Regions from separate parts of the Sus scrofa genome. Here region 2 is linked to region 1. Evidence: chromatin contacts called from public promoter capture Hi-C data. All regions are on one chromosome and are shown on one strand. Each heading gives the region's core, a stretch centred on a gene start, on an enhancer-like site or on the middle of the called end of the contact. The rest is flanking DNA. Distances are from core to core; before and after follow the strand shown. Region 1 holds the start of TOP3B (DNA topoisomerase 3-beta-1). Region 2 holds the start of THAP7 (THAP domain-containing protein 7).

Evidence for each region. Promoter capture Hi-C pulls out the DNA fragments that hold promoters and counts their contacts.
Region 2: a contact with region 1 is called in a promoter capture Hi-C map of liver, with 5 times the contacts expected there. The contact joins the promoter of THAP7 here to the promoter of TOP3B in region 1. A contact is called at or near these places in 2 of 5 promoter capture datasets (fetal liver and liver) and 1 of 2 datasets of contacts at active chromatin or transcription factors (alveolar macrophages).

The regions. Positions count from the first base shown.
Region 1 is chr14:50,017,789-50,025,153 of Sscrofa11.1, forward strand. It overlaps TOP3B (DNA topoisomerase 3-beta-1), which reads left to right and starts at 2,624. Exons shown (of 19, transcript XM_021072739.1): 1 at 2,624-2,725; 2 at 4,817-4,930; 3 at 6,200-6,385; 4 at 7,291-7,365. The coding sequence starts at 6,316.
Region 2 is chr14:50,591,068-50,598,503 of Sscrofa11.1, forward strand. It overlaps THAP7 (THAP domain-containing protein 7), which reads right to left and starts at 2,711. Exons shown (of 4, transcript XM_013983196.2): 1 at 2,494-2,711; 2 at 2,242-2,321; 3 at 1,765-1,920; 4 at 345-1,029. The coding sequence starts at 2,706. The coding sequence ends at 465. LOC100510930 (tubulin alpha-3 chain) reads right to left here. Exons shown (of 5, transcript XM_003133000.5): 3 at 6,741-6,889; 4 at 5,799-6,479; 5 at 3,048-3,424. The coding sequence ends at 3,128. P2RX6 (P2X purinoceptor 6) reads left to right here and starts at 4,809. Exons shown (of 11, transcript XM_021074045.1): 1 at 4,809-4,911. The coding sequence starts at 4,887.

The sequences.
Region 1 (7,365 bases), core at 1,374-3,873:
TGTGTCCTCATGAATACCAGTCAGGTTCATTACCACTGAGCCACAATGGGAATGCTGAAAGCAACATTTTATACCAAAAGAAATGTATGATATATTTAAGATACTTAAGGGGGAAAGAATGTGAGCCAAGGATTTTAAGTCCAGCCAAAATGACTTCCAAGTACAAAGGTCAGAGTTGGGAGTTCTCTGGTAATGCAGCAGGTTAAGGATCTAGAGTTGTCACTGCTGTGGCTCTGGTGGCTGCTGTGGCATAGGTTCGATCCTTGGCCCAGGAACTTCTGAGTGCTGTGGGCACAGCCTTAAAATAAAATAAAATAGGTCACATTGAACTGTCATCAATTATGCCATGGTTAGTCATCATGAGGGAAGGCAGAGATGCACATGGAACTGGTATCAGTAAGATGTGAGCAAAAGAAATAGGAAAATGCCAGAATTGATCCATCTTGGTGACATGAAAGAGTAAAATTTACTCAACAGATGTCGCTAGTGTCTAGAGGGGCCAAGGGGTGTGTCCCACTTCCCCTGAGGTCTCGAGCTTGGAGCCACACAGCCTTCGCTGTGATCTCATAGAATGAGTGATAACTCGTCTCATCCTCAGCTGGAGCCCTGCAGTGTTCGGGATGGCTGTGTTGCCCAACTGGGAGCCAAAGAACCAAGCCAGGCCCCTAAGGGCCAATTGTTGTTCTTGAACACAGAACTTTGGGGACTCGGCTGGTACCAGTTTGGGACATGTTCCCAAGGTGGCTGCTGTTTCCTGTGCAGGATGTGCTGGCCATGTATCCTAGACCCCAGACACCGAGGCCGGTTGGGTCATCACAGACTAGGCCTGGAGCCTGAAGAAATGACAAGAAGGAGAAAGCAGAGAGAAACCCTGTGGCCAGCAGCTGACCTGACCTCTGGGACCCTGCTGCCTAGTTTTGAATCCAGCTCTGCCATTTACACCTGTGTGACCTGTTTCCGTATATGTGATATCAAGATAATGATATTATCTAGTCTCTAGAGTTGTAATGAGAATCAAATGCCTTGAAAATAGAGAAGGGCCCAGGAGTTCCCATCATGGCTCAGTGGAAACAAATCTGACTAGTATCCATGAGGACGTGGGTTCGATCCCTGGTCTCGCTCAATGGCTTAAGGATCCGGCATTGCTGTGAGCTGTGGTGTAGATTTCAGACACAGCGTTGCTATGGCTGTGGCTGTGGCTGGCATCTATAACTCCAATTTGACCCCTACCCTGGGAAACTCCATATGTCACAGGTGCAGCCCTAGAAAGACAAAAAAAAGAAAAGAAAAGAAAAAAAAAAAAAAAAAAACAGAGAAGGGCCCAGCACAAAGTAAGCACAGGGTGATGTTAACTATTAACAGTATCAGGAAAACCAAGGCCCAGCCTGTGTCCAACCAGAAAGAAAGGAGACCCAGGAGCTCAGCCATCACACCCACCACCCCAGCACCTCAGTGAGGGGGGCCTAAGGACTTTTCTCAACCTGACTCATTTGTCCATGTAAGGGGCCCCAGGGTGGCCAGACCGCTGCTCCCCAGGAGGCAAGTGGGGAGGACTCAGCTGCAGAGTGTACAGGCCAACTGCACTTTCTCAGCTTGATGGAGACCCCTGCGTTTCTGGAGCCGACCACTCAGAGCCCCTCCTCTTGTCCAGCCCTCAGGTCCCTCCTCTTGCTCTGCAGAATGAACCCCTGAGCTGGATTAAGTGACAGAGGAGCTCTGGTTTTGCCTCTCTGGCAGCTAATGACACCCGGGACTCGACCTTAGCACTGGCCACCTTCAGTGGGGGCTGCATGGAGACAGACTACAAGGCAGTGATGTGGGGGCCAGGAGGGAGATGGCTCAGGATGGTGGCAGCCAAGGCAAGGAGGCTGGATTGGATCTCAAGTATATTTTGAAGACGGTGATGGATAAGGAGTGTGAGAAAGAGGAATCCGGAATGCCTGCAGCTTGAGCCACCAGGAGGATGGGATTGCCATTTTGGAGATGGAGAACCTGCCAAGGAGGGGGTTTGCAATCAGCAGTTCTGTTTTGAGAGTGAGATCTCATGGTGACAGAATTTTGGGCATTTCCCAATCTTAATTTGGCCATAGAACTTTCCTTTTTCCAGGGCATCTGTCAGGGCTGGTTTCAATAAAGGCAAATTGGGGGAGATGTCTAGGGGAGCAAAGGAAGTGTGTGCACTCTATTATGTAAAATATGTAAAAATAAAGCCATAAAAATTACTTTAAATCTTCCATAATCTTATAGTTCTAACACGAAAGAGACGATTATATTCCAATTCGTTTTCCAGATATGTTTTACATAGATCATTCATTCATTCCACAGATGTTTATAGCATTGAAAGAAGCCTGCTATACACACATCTGTAGTTTTTAGTTTTTAATTATGAACAACATATATGTTTTCACGCTTATCCAGTTTTCATCTTTGTAGATAATTGTCATTATTGCCTCCCCGCGGCCAGGAAGAATGGGGCGGAGGGTTTGGGAACCCCTTGCGGACCGCAGCAGGGCGAAACCAGGGCGGGGTTTGGGAACCCCTGCGGACCCGGAATGCTAGGCTAGAGCCGACTGGAGGATGTGCCCCGGAACGCTTGCGCCTCGGAACCCGCAGACACCGGCGTGCGGCGCCGGAGGGCACGTGGGGGACGACGTCCGCGGCCGGACCCGGAAGCAGGTCGCCGAAGGCCGCGGGGAGGGAGAGGCGGAGCGGGATCCGCGACGCGGTGAGCGGCGGACGGCGGGTGGCGGGCGGCTCGGGAGCGGGTCCAGGCCGGGCTCCGGTTCTCGGCGCCTCCTCCCGCTGGGCGGGGCTGGGAGCGCCCAGAGGGAGCTGGCGCTGCCCCTGAAGCCTCTGTGGACCGAGCCGTCGGTGGGGCCGCGCCGCGGGCGACAGACTCGGGGTTCGCGGTCCAGGCTCCGCTGCTGCCCCCGGCCCAGCTCGGTCTGGAGGGAGCCGGGGCGTGTTTCTCCACGGGGAGTGGTTGGTGCAGAAGAAGGAAGGAGGGAGGGAGAGCACTTTTGTGAACAAATTCGCTGGAATCCAGGCAGTACTTTCTCACAAAGGCCTCATTTTACCTCTTTTGTCCCTCAGCCTTAGAACAGGTCATGGAGTTCCCGTCGTGGCGCAGTGGTTAGCGAATCCGACTAGGAACCATGAGGATGAGGGTTCAATCCCTGGCCTCACTCAGTGGGTTAAGGATTCCGCGTTGCTGTGACTGTGGCCTAGGCCTGTGGCTACAGCTCCGATTAGACCCCTAGTCTGGGAACCTCCATATGCCACGGGTTGGCCCAAAAAAGACAAAAAAAAAGAACAGGTCATGAAAATTCAGCCCAGCCTGGGCTCGGTGGCCAGCGAGTTCTGGGGTCCCTAGAGCCCTGACAAAGGTCACCTGACACTAGTCTGAATTGTTTTCAACCTCCCAGTCTACCCAGTTTCAAAAATTACAACGTAGGCCTTGTAGCATTGCTGGCAAGATAAAATACAGTTGTGTTTTCAGCTATAGCATGGCTGCAGAGGAGGAGCTTAAAGGGTGGTTTGTCCTCCTGACTCCATAGGTGTTTGATAAAGTGACTAAGGCGGGAAACCCTAGGGCTCTAAGTGATAAACAGACCACTGCTAGGCCTCCATTCCCAGGCTAGATCCACTTGTGTGATCCACCTGTGTGTAAGTCACTGGTGGTAAAGGACTTTATCTACAGTGCTTCCAAAAGACACATACCATTGTCTTGTGAGTGGCCAGGGTTATAACAAGTTAACCTCTACTTCCTTTGATTTTCAGCCCTCTAATTATAGCCTTAATTTGGGGTGTTTGCTGTTAATATCCTCTTAGCACTCGCTAATCTCCTTTTATGCAATAGAGGACAAACTTCAGGCTCAGAGCTTTGGCAGGCAACAAAATTGAACTTGAGTTCCTGTTGTGGCTCAGTGGTAACAAACCCAACTAGTATCCATGAGGACTCGGGTTCAATCCCTGACCTCAGCTCAGTGAATTAAGGATCCAGCATTGCTTTGAGCTGCAGTGTAGGTTGTAAACACAACTTGGATCCCTTGTTGCTGTGGCTGTGGCACAGGCCGGTAGCTCTTGCTCTGATTTGAGCCCTTGCCTGGGAACCTACATATGCCTCAAGTGTGGCCCTAAAAAGACGAAAAAACAAAAATGAAATTAAACACGATAGGCCATGTAGGTTACTGGAAAGAATCTAGTTCTGGTTATTGACTACAGGCTTTAAGCTCCTAAGAGGCTATAGAATTTCCCTTTTGTATATATTCAAGCTTTTTCTTAAAGGCAGAACCTTAAGTTAATAATAATATCAGTAAAGCAAAGATGTTAAGATGGTATATAAATGAAATTTTGCAAACCACTGTTTTCAGCTTCTGTTCTCATTGGCTTCCATTTTGAAATTGGAGATATGTCTTCATGGAAAAATAGGGAGGCCTCAAGATTATCAGAGAACATTTGTTGAGAGTGCAGAAATCTTTTTAAGAGGTAGAGCTTGGTGCAGTTGGGGGGCGGGGGGAAAGTACCTGGCTAGAAGTAGAGCAGCATGCATTTCTGCCCCAAACTTTGGAAAATTGCTTCCTCTGAGTCTTAGTTTGCTCCTCTTTAAGATGGTTGTACCTGATCTAAGCCTCACTGGTGACCTACGCCACAGCTTGCAGCAATGCCAGATCCTTAACACACTGAGTGAGGCCAGGGATCCAACCTGCACCCTCACGGACACTATGTCAGGGTCTTAACCTGCTGAGCCACAACGGGAACTCCCCAGTTTTTAAATTTTAAACATGATAAAGTATTTTCATTATTCATTTTGCAGGTAGAATCACTCTTTTATATCTTCAGCGATCATCCATTCAGTAGTATTTGCTCACCATCTACTCCTTGCCATTGGAGTAACACCCCTGTTCTCCTGGAGTTTACTTTTAGAGTGGTAAGTGCTGCAGGGATGCAAGGCATCTCCCCCCGGGGTGCTCTCAGAGGCCAGACAGGTGAGGGCCACAAACTTGAACTCTCGACTGTGCAGTTCCCACTGCGGAGCAGCACAACACGGCCCCCACCCAAGGACCCTGGCAGAACAATTATACCACAATTACTGGCTACACTTGTGATATTACTGCGAGAAAAACTGAGGGGACATCATAGGATAAATCCTTCCTCCTACTCTGGAAGGGATGGGAAACTTGGAAGCCCTCACAGAGCAATCTCCATTTGCCACCACTTTCCACTTCTGGCCTCTGGTGTCTCTGGGCTGGGGAAGGGGAGTCTCTGGATGGTCCTGGGCCTCTGACACTTCCCATAGCAGAACAGAGGCTGGATAAGAACAGCTTTGGTTGTTCATTCATTCAGCAGACATTCAGTGAGTGCTGGTGCATAGATCACAAACCACACACCATCCATGGGGGGGATGCAGCAGCAGTGGTTTTTAGGGAGAGGGCAGGGAGTCAGAGGAAGTAGACCAAGGTGGAAGCAGGAACGACCATGACTCTGGAGGGAGGAGGAGATGTCTGGGATGATGGGAGTGGACACAGATCAGGGCCCTGGGTGATGCCGACAAGTGGGCTGATTGTCAGGTAGGCGAGCCCCTCTGCAGATGGTCTGGCTGTCATTTGAGGCATCTCAACTCTTTTCTCTGAGGTGATTGTGCATGCGTGTGTGTGTGTGTGTGTGTGTGTGTGTGTGTGTCTATCTATTTATTTATTTATTATTTGGCTGTGGCTTGATGTGGGCTGTCAGTTCCCAGACCATGCAGGGATTGAACCCAGGCTTCAGCAGTGGAAGCACTGAATCCTAACCACTAGACCACCAGGGAACTCCCGAGTTTTCTGTTTCTTGCCTCATGTGTTTTTTTGTTTTTTTGTTTTTCTTTCTTTTTAGGGCCACACTTGTGGCATATGGAGGTTCCCAGGCTAGAGGTCTAATTGGAGCTGTTGCCACCGGCCTATACCAGAGCCACAGCAACACAGAATCTGAGCCGCCTCTGTGACCTACACTACGGCTCACAGCAATGCCGGATCCTTAACCCACTGAGCCAGGACAGGGATCGAATCCACAACCTCATGGTTCCTAGTTAGATTCGTTTCCAAAGCGCCACGACGGGAACTCCCTTGCCTCATGTTTGTTTTGTTGTTCAGAATGAATTTGCCTATTAGTGGTGGAAGTTCCAGTTTCAAGTGCTGTTTTCTGCATATTTTCTCTTTAGGAGTCAGCATTGGCAGCAGTAAGGGGCTGCTCTAGGGCAAAATCTGAGCTGCTTGGCTGCTGTTCCCCTGAGAGCAGTGAAGGAGTGAGGCCAGGACCTGGTGGCACTGGGACAGGATGAAGACCGTGCTCATGGTCGCAGAGAAGCCGTCCCTGGCCCAATCCATTGCCAGGATCCTCTCCCGAGGTACGAGGGACTGCTCTGCATGTCATCCCTTTCTTTTCCCAAAAGGTGACCCCTGATCGCTGGAGTAGGTTCTGTTTGGGACGTCAGGCGTGAAGGAAGCCCTTGGTCTCTTAGTCAGTTAGTCCCTGGGCTGCGATTACTGCCTCGATCAGCGCCCCACAGGTGCAGGCATGGCTGGTGGCACGTGACAGTCAGGGTTGTCTGTCACAAGCAACAGAAACCAGCCCTGCTAACTTATGCAGCATGTCCACTGGAAGGACAAAGACACAGCCAGGACCCTGCCTGTGTCGTGGGCCTTGGGAACCAGCCTCTGAACCCACCTCCCCCCACAGCTGCAGCCCATGCCCCTCTTGTCAGTCACATATCACAAGGCTGAGCTGTGGCCCCAGCCCCCACAACCCCAGGACACCCCCTGGCCCCACCCTGGCCCCTTGGTGTTTGGAGGGTGCTGGGGATACAGAGATGCCATACATCTGCCATCACCTCCCCTCAGCCCGGCTGAGGGGGAAGAAGACCCCAGGGCAGCTGGATGAGAAGTCCTGGTCTGAAGGGAAGGGGAGACCCCAGAAGTGCCTGGTCCCCGGAGGCCAAGAAAATTGAGCTGAGGGACCGTCGGGGAGTGAATTCCCAGGGTTCAACAGTTAGGGGGGCTCTGGGGAACTCTGAGTTGGGTTTGAAAGAGGCAGAAATACAGTTCAGAGTGAGCACAGGAATGCAGCAGACAAGCCCAGTGCCTGTGCATGAGCGTCCAAGGGGTGCTTCTGGCCCCCACCCACCAGTACTATGAGCGAACACAGTGCTAGGTGGTGAGCAGTGCCATTTTCCCTGAGGATCCTTATTCATGACTGCCAGGGGGACACCAGCTACAGCTTGCTGGCCTGGCCATCACCCTGCTTCTCTCACAGGAAACATGTCCTCGCACAAAGGGCTGAATGGGACGTGCTCGGTGCACGAATACACAGGGACCTTTGCTGGCCAGC
Region 2 (7,436 bases), core at 1,461-3,960, 570 kb after region 1:
CTCCAGGGTCTGAGCCCTCCAGGCTACAGCCAGTCTGGGGGGAAGCAGACCTCAGGGGAGGGAGGGGGCCCCACCCCCAGCAGAGGCAGAGAACAGGGCTTCTTTCTAGAATCCACTTTTTTTTTTTTTTAAGGGACATACTGTGTCAAATGGAAGTTCCCAGGGATTGGAGCTGTAGCTGGGGCCTATGCCATAGCCATGGCACCACTAGATCCGAGCTGCATCTGCTATCTTCAGTGCAGCTTGTGGCAACACTGGATCCTTAACCCACTGAGTAAGACCAGGAATCAAACCCACATCCTCACAGATATTAGTCACGTTCTTAACCTACTGAGGCACAATGGGAACTCCTAGAAACCGCTTTATTATGGCATCTGGCAGGTCAGACACAGCTCAAGTCAGGTCCCTCTCTAGGCAGATCCTGAAGGAGGAAGAGGCAGGAACCCTGATGGGCAGCTCCTCACTCAGGCCATGCTGCTGCTTAGCTGCATGGCAAAGTCGTGCACATGCTCCTTCAGAGTCTGGCGGGCATCTGCCTGTGCCCGCTTCTCCCGTGCCCGCTCCTGCTGCAGCTTGGTCAGCCGTAGCCTCAGCCGTTGCTCCCGCCGCTTGCAGGCCTGCAGTTGGCGCTGGGCCTTGTCCAGGGCATCAAGGGCAGCCTCAGCCCGCCGCTTCCAGAGCAGGGCACTGCCCACCTGGTAGCTGTGCTCATTCTGGATGTAGGCTCCAGCAGGAGGAGGGAGGCGCAACATGTAGGCTGAGGGTGACACAGGCCGAGGCTCCAGAGGGGACGGCTGCCGCTCGGGCTCCCGCTCGGGGGAGGGCTGGGTGCTGCAGCCTGCTTCATCAGCCTGGGCACCCAGGGGCCCCAGGAGGTCTGAGAACGGGCTGCTGAGGCCAGGCTCCAGCCTCCCAGTAGGGGAAGCAGACAGAGCAGCAGGTGCGGAGGCCTCTTCCACAGGAAAGCAGGTGACATCAGCAGGTGGAGGTGGAGAAAACGGAGTCGTGGGCCCTCGGCCCTCAGAGCAGCTACAGGGAGACAGAGCAAGGGACAGGCCAGGCTCAGGGCTCAGTGACCTCATTTCACCAGCCCACCTAACCCCCATCCCTGAACCATAGGCTCAGAGCCCTGTCCAGCAAGGCTCCATCCGAAAGCCCAGTCCCTCAGACGTGAAGTGGGACATCCCCCAGCGCAGCGCTTACCGCTTCCTGCATCGCCGAAGCCGGCTGACATCAGGGGGGCCGGGTGGGTAACTGTGCCCCTTGGTCTTGGCTGTTCGGCGCAACTTGGAGAAAGACTCAAATATTGTGGGGACTGCTCCCTCCTTCAGCCTGTGGTACCCACTGTAGGGGAAAGCAGTCTGAAGTAGAGAAGAGGGCCTGCACCCCAGGCTGACCTGCAGGGTGCGGAGCCTGCAGCCCCCCAGCCCCTGAACAGGATCCTGGGCTAGCACTGGGGCAGGTGGGAGGCACACTGCAAACAGCTAGTTTGGGGGATGCCAAGTTAAGAGGTACCCCATCTCCTCCATGAGAGCCTCCTGAGAATTAAGGTGACTGGAAAGGCCCCACCAGAACTGGGCTGACCCCCTGAAAGGAGCGGCTATGTTTGTGCCTTTGCTGGCGTGCCTGGGCTCCAGGAGCACCCTCTGGCACAGTGATACCCGGGGTGTGTGTGTCTCTAACTGCTTCCGTCCGGAGAGGAAATTGAGATTCTGAGCTGGGAAGAACCAGGGCGGCCTGCCCTGGTGTCAGCAGGAGGCTCACCTGATTCCCACCAGTTCAAAGCAGTTCTCCTCGAAGTGTTTGGAGCAGAAGTAGATGTACTCGGATGCTGGGTCCCACAAGCCCTGGCCGCTGGGGTCCAGCCGCTGGCAGTTGGCCAGCCACAAGCCTCGCCTCGGGTTGTCCTTCTTGGGAAGCCTGTAGGGCAACAAGCCTGTCAGAGCTGGGCCGCCGGCGACACACCGGATGGGAAGGGCCGGCCTGACTCATGCTGCCCCCGGACCCTGTGGGCACACAGACTAGGAAGCTGAGGCCTCAAAACGTAAAGCGACTGGCTCTGCACCAGGGTGCCTCTGACAGCAGCTAGTTCCCTCTCCACCGCAGCTCCGCCCACCATCAGCCTCTAACTCAAGCCTCGCCGGACCCGCCGAAGCGCGTGCGCAGTGAAGGCTCCTCAGGTGGGCAGGACAGACTAATGAACACGTGACCCTTTCGGCGCCAGCGCGCACGCGCGCTGACCTGTGGAAGGAGATGCCGCGGTTGCGCGTCTCTCGCGTGTCCCGCGTGCAGCAGCCGGCGGCGGAGCAGTGACGCGGCATCTGGAGAAGAGGCAGGAACTCGGTTGCGGGCTGCTATCTGGGCCCGGACAAGCCTCGCGCCCCTAGCCGCCACCCTGCTCCAGGCGGCCCCGTCCTGGCGCGTCCACACCGGCCCGATCTCGTCAGAGGCCCTTCCCAACCCACTCTCCCGTCTCCCGTCAGCGGCACTTACGGTCTCGCCATTGCTGCGCCGCCGAAGTCTCGCGAGATGTGGCTCGCGGCGGAAGTCGGTACCATAGAGACCCGGAAGCGCGCGGCGCTCGCTGAGGGGCGGAGCGGGCCCCGGAAGTGGTCGGCCTGCGGGGCGCCGCGCGCAGGACCGAAACGACTCTGACAAGAACGGGCTGGTCGTGCGATGCGGAGCCCTGGCTGGGCGGGCACGCATGCCTCTGATGAGAGGTGCCCCTTGTGGACGGGAGGGAGGCTCTGGGGCAGCTCCTCCAGAGGACGGGGCGAGGAGGGTGAACGCTGTGGTCCCGCGACTGTGACCCGGACCGCTTCCGGTCCCGGAGGAAGGGCGCGAAGGATCCGGAGTGTTTAAACTTAAAACATTTTCCCCGATTTCCCCACTGGCCTTATACTCTTATTCTGGAAGTAATACAGCAACTGAGGTGCCTCATTTTTTCTCTTTGGGAGGAAACATGATTTTTCCCTAGGAATTCGCTCGGAAAAGGCAAGTATCTGGTCGGGGAACTTGGCCGAAGAGCAACACAGGAGCAGACGACACTCAATACAGAAACTTTAATAGGTAAACACATCTGGAACGTTACAGAGCAGGGTGAAGGGGGGCCGCCTCGCCCTCCCGCTCAGTACTCCTCCCCCTCCTCGGCCTCCGCTTCCACCGAGTCCACGCCCACCTCTTCGTAATCTTTCTCCAGAGCCGCCAGGTCCTCCCGGGCCTCCGAGAACTCGCCCTCCTCCATGCCTTCCCCCACGTACCAGTGCACGAAGGCACGCTTGGCGTACATGAGGTCGAACTTGTGGTCCAGGCGGGCCCAGGCCTCGGCGATGGCCGTGGTGTTGCTCAGCATGCACACGGCCCGCTGCACCTTGGCCAGGTCTCCCCCTGGGACCACCGTGGGGGGCTGGTAGTTGATGCCCACCTGCCAGAGAAGGGGAACAGATGGAGACGTTTATACTGTGGCGTGAAAAATGGTACCTTGTTTTTTAAAACAAGGCCCCATGGGAATTGGTACTTTCTTTTTTGGCAGTATCTGACAACATTTAATATTCTTTGACCCAATACTGTCACGTTTTGGATTTACCCACATAAGAGCAAAAGCTACATGTATAGAGATTTTTATGTATTTAGTTTAGGGTACTGTTTGAAATGGCAAAACTGGAAACATGTCCTTCCTGGGGAACAAGTTATCACACATCTCTACAGTAAAACACGGTACCATGATGAAAAGGAATGAAGAACCTGCCCTGGCCTGTAAATATGTCCAAGGTGTATTGTATACTTGGTAGAAAGCAGAGCAAGTTGAATTCTACCTGAGTGTTTATACTTCAAAATACTTACAGAGTAACAACCAAAGCTGGGAGATACCATGCTGGAGGACAAACAACTGGTAGAGTGCGGACAGATGGCTGGCCCTGACCTAAGGAGCAGCTGGCAGCCAGCACCAGCTTGACGCAGCTCTTCTCCAGAGGAACTGGGAGCAGGGGGCATGTACAGGGGGTTCTGATCTGATCAAGGGGTGCCCCCTACCCCCCAGCTCTAAGACCAGGCTGGCCAGCCCTTCCAAACAGGATGGCTGCCACCTTGCTTTTCCCTTTGGCTACCTGTGTGCGATGAGTCAAGTCTGTCACCTACATGAAAAGAGTGTATTTTCTTTGCCTGTGTTGCTGGCCTCTTGCTGTCAAGATCACTACCAAGAAGCATGATGTGAATACGCACAGAGTATCTCTTGAAGGACAAAGCTCTGAAAGGGAAGAGGACTTCAGCTTTTCACCAGCTTTTTGGACCATTTTAATATTTTGCACCATACTTGCCTTTTTATAATGAAATAACTTAAACACAGAAAAGACTCCTTGGAAATAGTATACCCCTGAAAAAATGGTGAAGTCACAGACTAACAAAAAGGACTGGAAGCCATGAGAGTTCAACACAGTCCATCTGGGGCAGAACCATCTTCTAAGATTCAGAAGCTTCTATGGGAGTTTCTGTTGTGGCGCAGCAAAAACAAATCTGACTAGGAATCTTGAAGTTGCGGGTTTGATCCCTGAACTCGCTTCAGTGGGTCAAGGATCCAGCACTGCCATGAGCTGTGGTGTAGGTCACAGACACAGCTCAGATCCCATGTTGCTGTGGCTCTGGCACAGGCCAGCAGCTATAGCTCCGAGTTGACCCCTAGCCTGGAAACCTCCATATGCCATGGGTGTGGCCCTCAAAAGAAAAAAGAAAAAAAAAAGAAAAAAGAAGGAGCTTCTATGGACAAAGCTGTGACCTGTACCTTTCCACAGACCAATCTTCGCCTGGCTCAGGAATTCAGCCAGTGAGGAGGGGAATCGGTACAGGACACTACACCTCACCATGGTGCTGCCCAGCTGAAACCTCTATGGATGTCCTTGCCTTCCAGAGATCATGGTGAGTGGAGGATTTCAACCCCCACGTATAACTCTAAGGTCTGCAAACCTGTTACAAAAGGTTTAATGAACATTTCCAGGTCAGTGAAATTTGTTAGAGATTTTACCCTTTTCTGTGAGTCACTCTGTCAGTCTTCAATCAGTTGTGAACAAGGACTTTTATCAAAAACCAGGGCACAAAGTAAACCACTGCAGGCATGGTGAGAGGCTTTTAGCCTGGTAATCACAATAGATCTAAAGTGGGACCTTCTGTTATTTGACTTCCAAACACAGGTTCATTGTGACGCTAAATACAGCTGAGTTGCCACCTAAAATGACCGTGCTTCTGGGTGTGAGGCAGTGTTCCCAGGCTGGTTTGGAGAAACAGCAGTGAACCATCCTTTGCCCACATAGTATACACTGGTTAAGGAATTTAAAATTGTTTATAGAAAAATAAGTGTCAACTAATATGTAGTGACAACCAGTGACTGAAGTCATGTAAAAATCTAAAAACCATGATTTCTAACCCTCAAAATGATGAGCACAGACCATGACAAGCTTCTTGAGGAAGCAATGGAGAAATGTGGACAGACAGGCCTGCAGCCAGAGGTCTCTGAAAGTTCCCTGTGTTATTCCTTGTCCCCGAGGCTGTCAGATACTAAAAGCTGTCTCAGTCTCTATAATGTCAAGTATTTTAGTCTATTACCCCATGGGTAGTACAGGGTGGTTGTAAGAAGTACGGGTATATACAGTACTTGGGGAAGATTGAAGCACCTAGCAGATTATTAAAATTGTTTCTCCCTGCAGTGTAACTGCCCTGGAACAGGGGGCCATCTGCAAGGGGGCAGCACTCCATCCCAGGGTCTGCCCCCGGGGTTAAAGGTGAACGTTCGCTGCTGCCCAGCCTACCTTGAACCCAGTCGGGCACCAGTCCACAAACTGGATGGTGCGCTTGGTCTTGATGGTGGCGATGGCCGCGTTGACGTCTTTGGGGACCACGTCTCCCCTGTACAGCATGCAGCAGGCCATGTACTTGCCGTGGCGAGGGTCACACTTGACCATCTGGTTGGCCGGCTCGAAGCAGGCGTTGGTGATCTCGGCCACAGACAGCTGCTCGTGGTAGGCCTTCTCGGCCGAGATGACCGGGGCGTAGGTGGCCAGGGGGAAGTGGATGCGGGGGTAGGGGACCAGGTTGGTCTGGAACTCCGTCAGGTCCACGTTGAGGGCCCCGTCGAAGCGCAGGGAGGCTGTGATGGAGGACACGATCTGCCCGATCAGACGATTGAGGTTGGTGTAGGTGGGCCGCTCGATGTCCAGGTTGCGCCGACAGATGTCGTAGATGGCCTCGTTGTCCACCATGAAGGCGCAGTCCGAGTGCTCCAGGGTCGTGTGCGTGGTCAGGATGGAGTTGTAGGGCTCCACCACGGCCGTGGAGACCTGGGGGGCCGGGTAAATGGCGAACTCCAGCTTGGACTTCTTGCCGTAGTCCACCGAGAGCCGCTCCATGAGCAGAGATGCGAAGCCCGAGCCGGTGCCGCCCCCAAAGCTGTGGAAGATGAGGAAGCCCTGCAGCCCCGTGCACAGGTCCGCCTGCGGGAGAGCAGAGGCCGTGGGTCCACACCCGCCCAGGCCACGGCCAGGCGCCCTCCTTGCCCCCGCAAGCTGACTCGGGTTCACGGTGTCCACAGGGAGCACAAGTCACCCTTAGAGGTCAGACGCAGGGACGTGCCCCAGCCACACTGCGAAGGAAGGGCCTGGCGGGCCTCGTGGTGCTGCCAAGAGACGGGGAGGGAAAACATCCCAGGCAGGCCTGCCCTCCCGTCCGGGAAGCCTTGCCAGGGCCCTTCCTACCAGTTTGCGGATCCGATCCAGCACCAGGTCGACAATCTCCTTGCCGATGGTGTAGTGGCCTCTGGCGTAATTGTTGGCTGCGTCTTCCTTCCCGGTGATCAGCTGCTCCGGGTGGAAGAGCTGCCTGTAGGTCCCCGTGCGCACTTCATCTGCAAAGGACATGCGGGCCACGCTCTTGAGGGTGACTGCAGACTCACCAGGACAGACAGGCCAGGCCCGTCCAGTTCTCTCGGGCACGGCCGCTCCTTGGAGCCCGACAGCATCTCCCAGGGAGGCCTCCATGTGATCCGCATGCCTCATCTGCCGTTTACGGCCCCGGGAAGGTAGAGCCTGACTGGACCCCAAAGGAGGGACACGCTCTCCCGCCCACACACAGGCGGTTCTGCACATGCCATGCTCCGTCCAGGGCATCGCTGAAAGGTCCCTGACACACGAGACAAGGCTGTGGCTTCTGCCAGCCGTAGAGATTCTGTCATCCCCCCGGGTGGCCAGGAAAGCTGCTCTCTCTTTGCAGCTCCCCTTGGGAACTACCTTGGGCTTCTACTCTCAGCAACCTAGCCAAGGTGCTCTACTCACCTTTCTAAGTCCGAGACTCAGGCCAAACTCTCCTGCACCAGCCCAGAGCACACAGAGCAGGGGGGGCCTGCACAACCACCTGTAGGCGGGGTGCACATGACCCCCTGACCGCCCGGGGTG